Linked DNA regions of Gasterosteus aculeatus: region 1 is linked to region 2. The links are chromatin contacts, called in public Hi-C maps. All regions are on one chromosome and are shown on one strand. The core of a region is the stretch at or near the end of the contact, and the rest is flanking DNA. Distances in the headings are between cores, read along the strand shown.

Evidence for each region. Hi-C and Micro-C count contacts between places; a contact is called where the count stands out from the background.
Region 1: a contact with region 2 is called in a Hi-C map of whole body, with 9 times the contacts expected there. The contact joins the promoter of wdfy3 here to the enhancer-like site in region 2. A contact is called at or near these places in 5 of 6 Hi-C or Micro-C datasets (liver, skeletal muscle, tail fin and 1 more).

Annotation. Positions count from the first base shown.
Region 1 is chr13:21,330,046-21,333,136 of fGasAcu3.hap1.1, forward strand. It overlaps wdfy3 (WD repeat and FYVE domain containing 3), which reads right to left and starts at 1,586. Exons shown (of 66, transcript XM_078086280.1): 1 at 1,291-1,586.
Region 2 is chr13:21,294,730-21,297,429 of fGasAcu3.hap1.1, forward strand. It overlaps wdfy3 (WD repeat and FYVE domain containing 3), which reads right to left. Exons shown (of 66, transcript XM_078086280.1): 19 at 2,568-2,700; 20 at 2,294-2,475; 21 at 1,948-2,179; 22 at 1,707-1,867; 23 at 578-689; 24 at 313-503; 25 at 18-170. Among protein-coding and RNA genes, the nearest start is that of cds1, 23 kb to the left of the region's middle. Within about 2 kb of position 1,287, at least 2 of the 9 cell types and tissues checked have open chromatin away from gene starts, as enhancers often do.

The DNA of each region.
Region 1 (3,091 bases), core at 336-2,835, 36 kb after region 2:
GATGCTGAACATCCAAAGTAACACGACGCGGTTCTGGGACGATCCGCGAGGTGGATGTTGACTGTGGCTGATTAATGGAGTGGATGATCTTAAGTTTATGCCCCCCCTCTTTGGCACAGAATCACAGATATTCAGGCACTTGCTTCACAGTAAGCAAACAGCGATGCCCGGATTGCATAAAGAGAAAAGCATGAATCATTTTTGTTGCGTATTATTCGGGAAGTCAAGCAGATAACACTGATTTCTAATACTACGCATTTTTAAAAAAAATACTCCTTGCACTTCATCCTTTCATACCTATCGAGAACCTTTTAAGCGTTTGGACCGCAAACAGCACATCTGTCTGATCGCCGCCCGGATCTCCTGCACGGACAAAACCTGCAGGAAACGTCATGTGACCTGTGTCTTCCGCACGCACGCGCACACGCAAAAGTGTGTGACAACATTGGCAGCGGCGCACGCGCCGAGCCGCCGTCGGGTCCGTAGGTGAGGCGTCCGCGCCGTCAGCCGTGTCGCCGCGAACAATGCCCCGGTCAGTGGGGGGGCGCGCGCGGGCTCGCGCGGGCGGGTACGCGCAGGTGACCAAGTCGCACATCAGGCGCACAGCTGGGCACGAAATGAGGCCGATGTAATCGCCCTGAATGCGCCAGTCACTGCGGCGTTGATGGGAGCGGGAGACGACTTGTGGTGACGTTGCAGCCCCCCCCCCCCCCGGTTTACCCCGTTAATTAACGTTAAAGTTCAGTCATCAATCCAGCCGACGCCACAAGACGTTAGCTGTGCCCCCCCGACGGGTAACTGACCCCGGCGGCGTCTCCCTGTCACCATTTAACGTGCATTAGGGAGACGCCGCGGGGTGGGGTGGGGGGCGCTGGGTGGAAACACAACACGTTAAATGTTTAAATACCGAAACGCCTCCGGCTACGTTGGCTTAACGGCATTAGTGTCCGTTAGCTGGCTAGCTAGCTAGCTAGCGCCGGCTGATCGCGCTAGCATCGCAGCATCTCAACCACAACTGTCGAGCCGAACGGGAACGTCGGCCTTCAATAGAAAATACGTTGCAAATAAAAAGGGTGTTTTGCCTTTCAATATTAATACTGGACAGGCAGAGTGTTCGTGGACGTCGCCGCTGGAATGCTAACGGCGGCCGTAACGCGTCTGCGGTAGAAAAGGGACAGTTAACCCGAGATGCACATTCCTGTCCGTGTTAGCCAACTAGCGTGCTAGGCGGCTAGCGGCGCTAGCCAGCCGCTCTCCGCCGTCTCCTCGTCGTGTCCACGGTCCACTCACCGGTACGCGGCAGAGTCCTGCGGCTAGAAAGTCGACGAAATCCCTCCAATAGGTCAGTAGCGTGTGGCACTCCTCGCATATCCATATGTCACGGCGCGATGCCGTACTCCACAAGAAGTGGTCACTGCTTCCCCTCCTTCCTCCCGGTAGCCATCTTTCCTCAACATCAAAATAAAGCCAGCGCGTCCCGAACAGCATCCTCCTCTCCGCCGGCGGCGAGGCCGCGTCCGGAGGGCGACCCCGACACCTGCCGGGGGGACGCCAGAAGACACGCGGCCTTTATTGTACATGTTTACGGGACACATGCGTGGGATCACATGTTTATCTTTTGCTGGAACCAACAGGAGATTGTGCGATAATTTACACACAAATAAATCAACTTTGTAATTATTATTAAGAATTATTTGAATGTCAATATTTGTTCCTATGCAAAATCCTACAATAACACTTTGCTTTTTTTTTCTACTGCAAAAAGTTCTCTCTTTGCAAGGAAGCACAACGCTTGATTTTCCTGATGTCTCCTGCAGAAAACTCAAGTCTGGCTCATGAACGTTGTATTATCGACGATGGGGCACCAGGTGACAGCAGTTCTCAATCGACTCACATTCAATCAAAGCCACTGTGTGGTTTCCTGTGACAAACCACACGCCACAGTAACCTCAGCCGGTGAAAGTGAGTCATTCTATGATAATTGTTCTTCAAAAGAACAAGTTTCCAGGTATCTTGTGACAATCGCTTTGGTTAGACGCATTTTCCCTTTTACATTTTAACCAGACTTTACCACTTTATCTAGTTTTCATTGGTTGTATGTAAAAAAAAAAAACATGTCAAACTGGGCAACAATTTCTTGATTTAATTTCTGAGGTGACTAAATTGAACATGCATTCTATCTAAATGGGTCTTTAAAGCCCTCATATCTGATTTTTTTAATTGAAATAGTGAGTTTGGCCAAATCCGGTGGTAGAATTAGAAATGCATGATTGCACCAATTTCCACCAGGATTCTTTCAATTTCTGCAGCCTTAAAGCCAAATTCATAGTTAGTGGCTTTTCATCTGGATGGCTTCCCGAAGTGGCTGACGGAGCAGTCCCACCACCAACAAGAGCTTTAGTGAGGAATGAATCTCATCAGAAGGACGAAGCTGCAGGTCTTTGAGTGCTGAGAAGGAGGAAAATCCCAAAAGTTGATAAAAAAAATGAAAGGTAGTAGCTTTGAAAATGTATTAGTAATGACCAAGACCTGCAACAACCAGGCAAAGACCCCACAGAAACACAAAAGGACACAAAAACGGCAGCTACATCTCACCGATATTCAACATGGGGGCCGGTGGGAATTTCTCACCATGGAAATGATTGCGTAAACACAAAGGAAAGGAACAACAATGCAATGCATGTCTTCAAACCTCTAATACAAGCCTGAACATGAAGCTCACTGTGACTGTGCCATGCGAGAAAACGAAACTTTAAAAGCACTTCTGTGGAGATGCTGCCTCCTGTCAATCACTCGCCAATGCCCCAAAATTCAGAGTAAATGGCCGTGGCTGCGTTTACTCCCACAATGGGCGCATTCAGTGGAATCCACGTCAGCAGCCCACAGCGGGTCGGTTCAGTTCCTCTGGTCAGTTAAAATACCAGAGAATCTCAATTCCAGCGAAAGAGAGAGTCACACAGGTTTCAATTCGGCATAAATGTTGTTTAATAAAAAAGGTCTCGTGTTGAGATTAGGGTTGTTTCTTCTTCTGAGCTTTGATGGCGTTGGGTCTCTGTGTCCCCTTTGTTGCTTTGTCCCCAGTGGGGGGGGG
Region 2 (2,700 bases), core at 37-2,536:
GGTCAACATGTGCTCACCTCAAAGTCACAGAGCAGGTCCTGGAAGGCGGTGGAGTTGGGAATGATGGAGGTCTCGTGGCCGCTGTCGACCGTCCCCACCAGGGAGAAGGTGAGGTGGAGGATGTGGCTGTTGAGCAGCGAGCGCTTCTTCTTCAGCAGCATAGCCAGCAGCTGCAAGGGAGGGGGGAGGAGTCAACGAGTCAACGCCACATGGCGCCGCGTGGCCGTGAACATGCTGTGAATCCCGCTTAAGGGGTCAACTCAAACTGGTTGTAACTGGTTGGAGTTTATGGTCACGTGACCGGCGTCAAACCTGGTAGCCTCGGATGCGCTCCATCTCCTTGCTGGCCAGCGGGTTGCTTTTCACAACACACACCAGAGCCTTGACCGCAGCATACAGCCCCTCCACGTCCGACGCCATGGCGACCAGGCCCAAGATGGCCGCCGCCCCGCCCACATACTGCAGGTTGGTGGCGACGGGTTTGGCCACGAACACGCGGACGCCTGAAGGGGGGAGAACCGTGGGATGTTCATGGAGCTCGTCCCCTCCACCGCAGATTCCCAGTTACTTTGTTTACCTAAATATCCGATGACAGCGGCTCCAATGGTGCGCGCCGGCCCGTTGAGGTGGCCCGCGGCGTTGTGGATCAGCTTGACCGGCGTGGCGTTCTCATGAGAGGACACGGTGAGCTACAGAGGGAGGGAGGACAATCCGTTGAGAAGCAGCGGTGGTTTCCAAAGAACACAGAGAGCCGGGTTTTTCCCCATAAAACAAAAAGGCCCGGTTCCCTTTTCTCGGGTTAAATGGAATGACAACGGAACCTCATAGTGACTCATACTGGTAAACAACACAGGAGCCAACGGCCACGAAGAAACGGATCGTCTGTTTCATAGTGGATTTATAAATCGCAGCATCAGAATTCAATCTTGTATCAAGGTCTGGCTTTATGGAAAGATTTATTTCAGCCAGTTCAAATTAAATATAGACCCAATTTAGCAAGTCAGCACGAAAAGAAAGACACCACACTACCGTGAAATACCAATGCGGATCATTTGAACATCATTTAGCGAGTAACGGCGTTAGATATGATGTCATGTGACATTTGCCGCGTCCTAACGAAACCAGCGGTGTTCTTTCTGAGAGGAGAACACGGCTCGTTCTCCCTTCCTGCACTACGAGTCGCTGCGGCAGCAGAAATGCTGCCTCTTCACTTCACTTCACTTTGCCGTCTGCTTCCTGCAGGTTCGCCGAGAGCCGAGGCTCAGCGGGCGGAGAGCAGTGCATGCTGGGAAGTAACCGTGACAGGTGGGGAGAAAGATAAGGACGGAGCAGGACCTCATTCAGAGCTCAAAACACACACAATGGAATGGTATATATATATATATATATATATATATATATATATATATATATATATATATATATAAATAAATATGTGTGTGTGTTTTTGTGTGTTTAATCCACTGTTATTATCATTAAGATGGAATTTCCATTTATATAATTGATGGCTGGATAAACTGTACTCAGCTGCTAATATTTCAACAAGTCGTGTTTTGAGTTAATGCCGAAAATTCTCGTTTTTCTTCAGTACCGATCGGACACCAACAGGGAAAACTTGATGATCAGCAGGGATTATTAACTCATCTGTAGATAAAGACCTGTAAGGAGACACGGTAACATTCCGTAGGCGGCTCCACCGTTCTGACCTGTTTGGCGATGGCTTTGCTGTCCAGTTTGTTGTAGACCTTCCTGATCTTGGCCACGGTGAGCGTGGAGACGGAGAGCGCGTAGAGACTGAAGGACACCTTCTCCTCCGGCACCAGCGCCACCAGGGAGGCCGGGGCCCCCTCCGCCTTCGAGTCTTTGCCTGGGACATCGATAAGGACGGTTAGAAAAAGGAGAAACCTTTGGAGAGATCGTGAGGGTTGACGGTACGGATGGACTCACAGGGCAGGTAGACGGCCTGGAAGCTGCCCACGTAGATGGGCCCCAGCTCGAAGACGGCGGCGACGCTGGCGGCGGGCAGGACCTCCTCCAGGAAGTGACTCGGGCCCAGACGCCACACCAGGCTGGAGAGCTGGCGCTGGGCGGGCGGCGTCCCCACGTACCCGTAGACGGTGCTGAGCACGGGGGGGTTGGTGGAGCCGGAGCCGCCCGGGGCGCTGTGGACGTAGTGGAGCTGGAGAGGGCGGAGACGCGTTAAAAAAAAAAAAACAGGCACCAACCGCCAACTCAAATTCCTCGTATGTTTTTTTTTAATTCGGTCTTAATTCAGATAATTCACACGCGTTACCTTGACGGTGTTGACGAGCTGCCCGTCGAGGTACAGCGTGGCCATGCTGTTCTTCAGCATGCCTTTGCTCATCACCAGCACCAGGTGGTGCCACTGGCCCTCCGCGATCAGCTCGCCGCAGCGGAAACGAGCGCAGCAGGGCAGGATCTCGTAGAAGGAGGGGTCCTCGCTGGAGTCATCCGCTGCTTGGTGGTGGTGGGGGGGGGCATAATTGACATTATGCAACGGACTGAGGTCCTTAAAAGCCATTCTGTGTTCCTGCCCCGGTACTCACAGTGCGACTGCAGCAGCTCCTCCTTGGTGGAGACGGTGAGCGAGCGGTCTTTGGCGGACAGCACCACCGCCAGGCAGACGTAGTGCTGCTCCGAGGACGTGGCCCGCCGGACCACCGTCAGCAGCCGCACCGG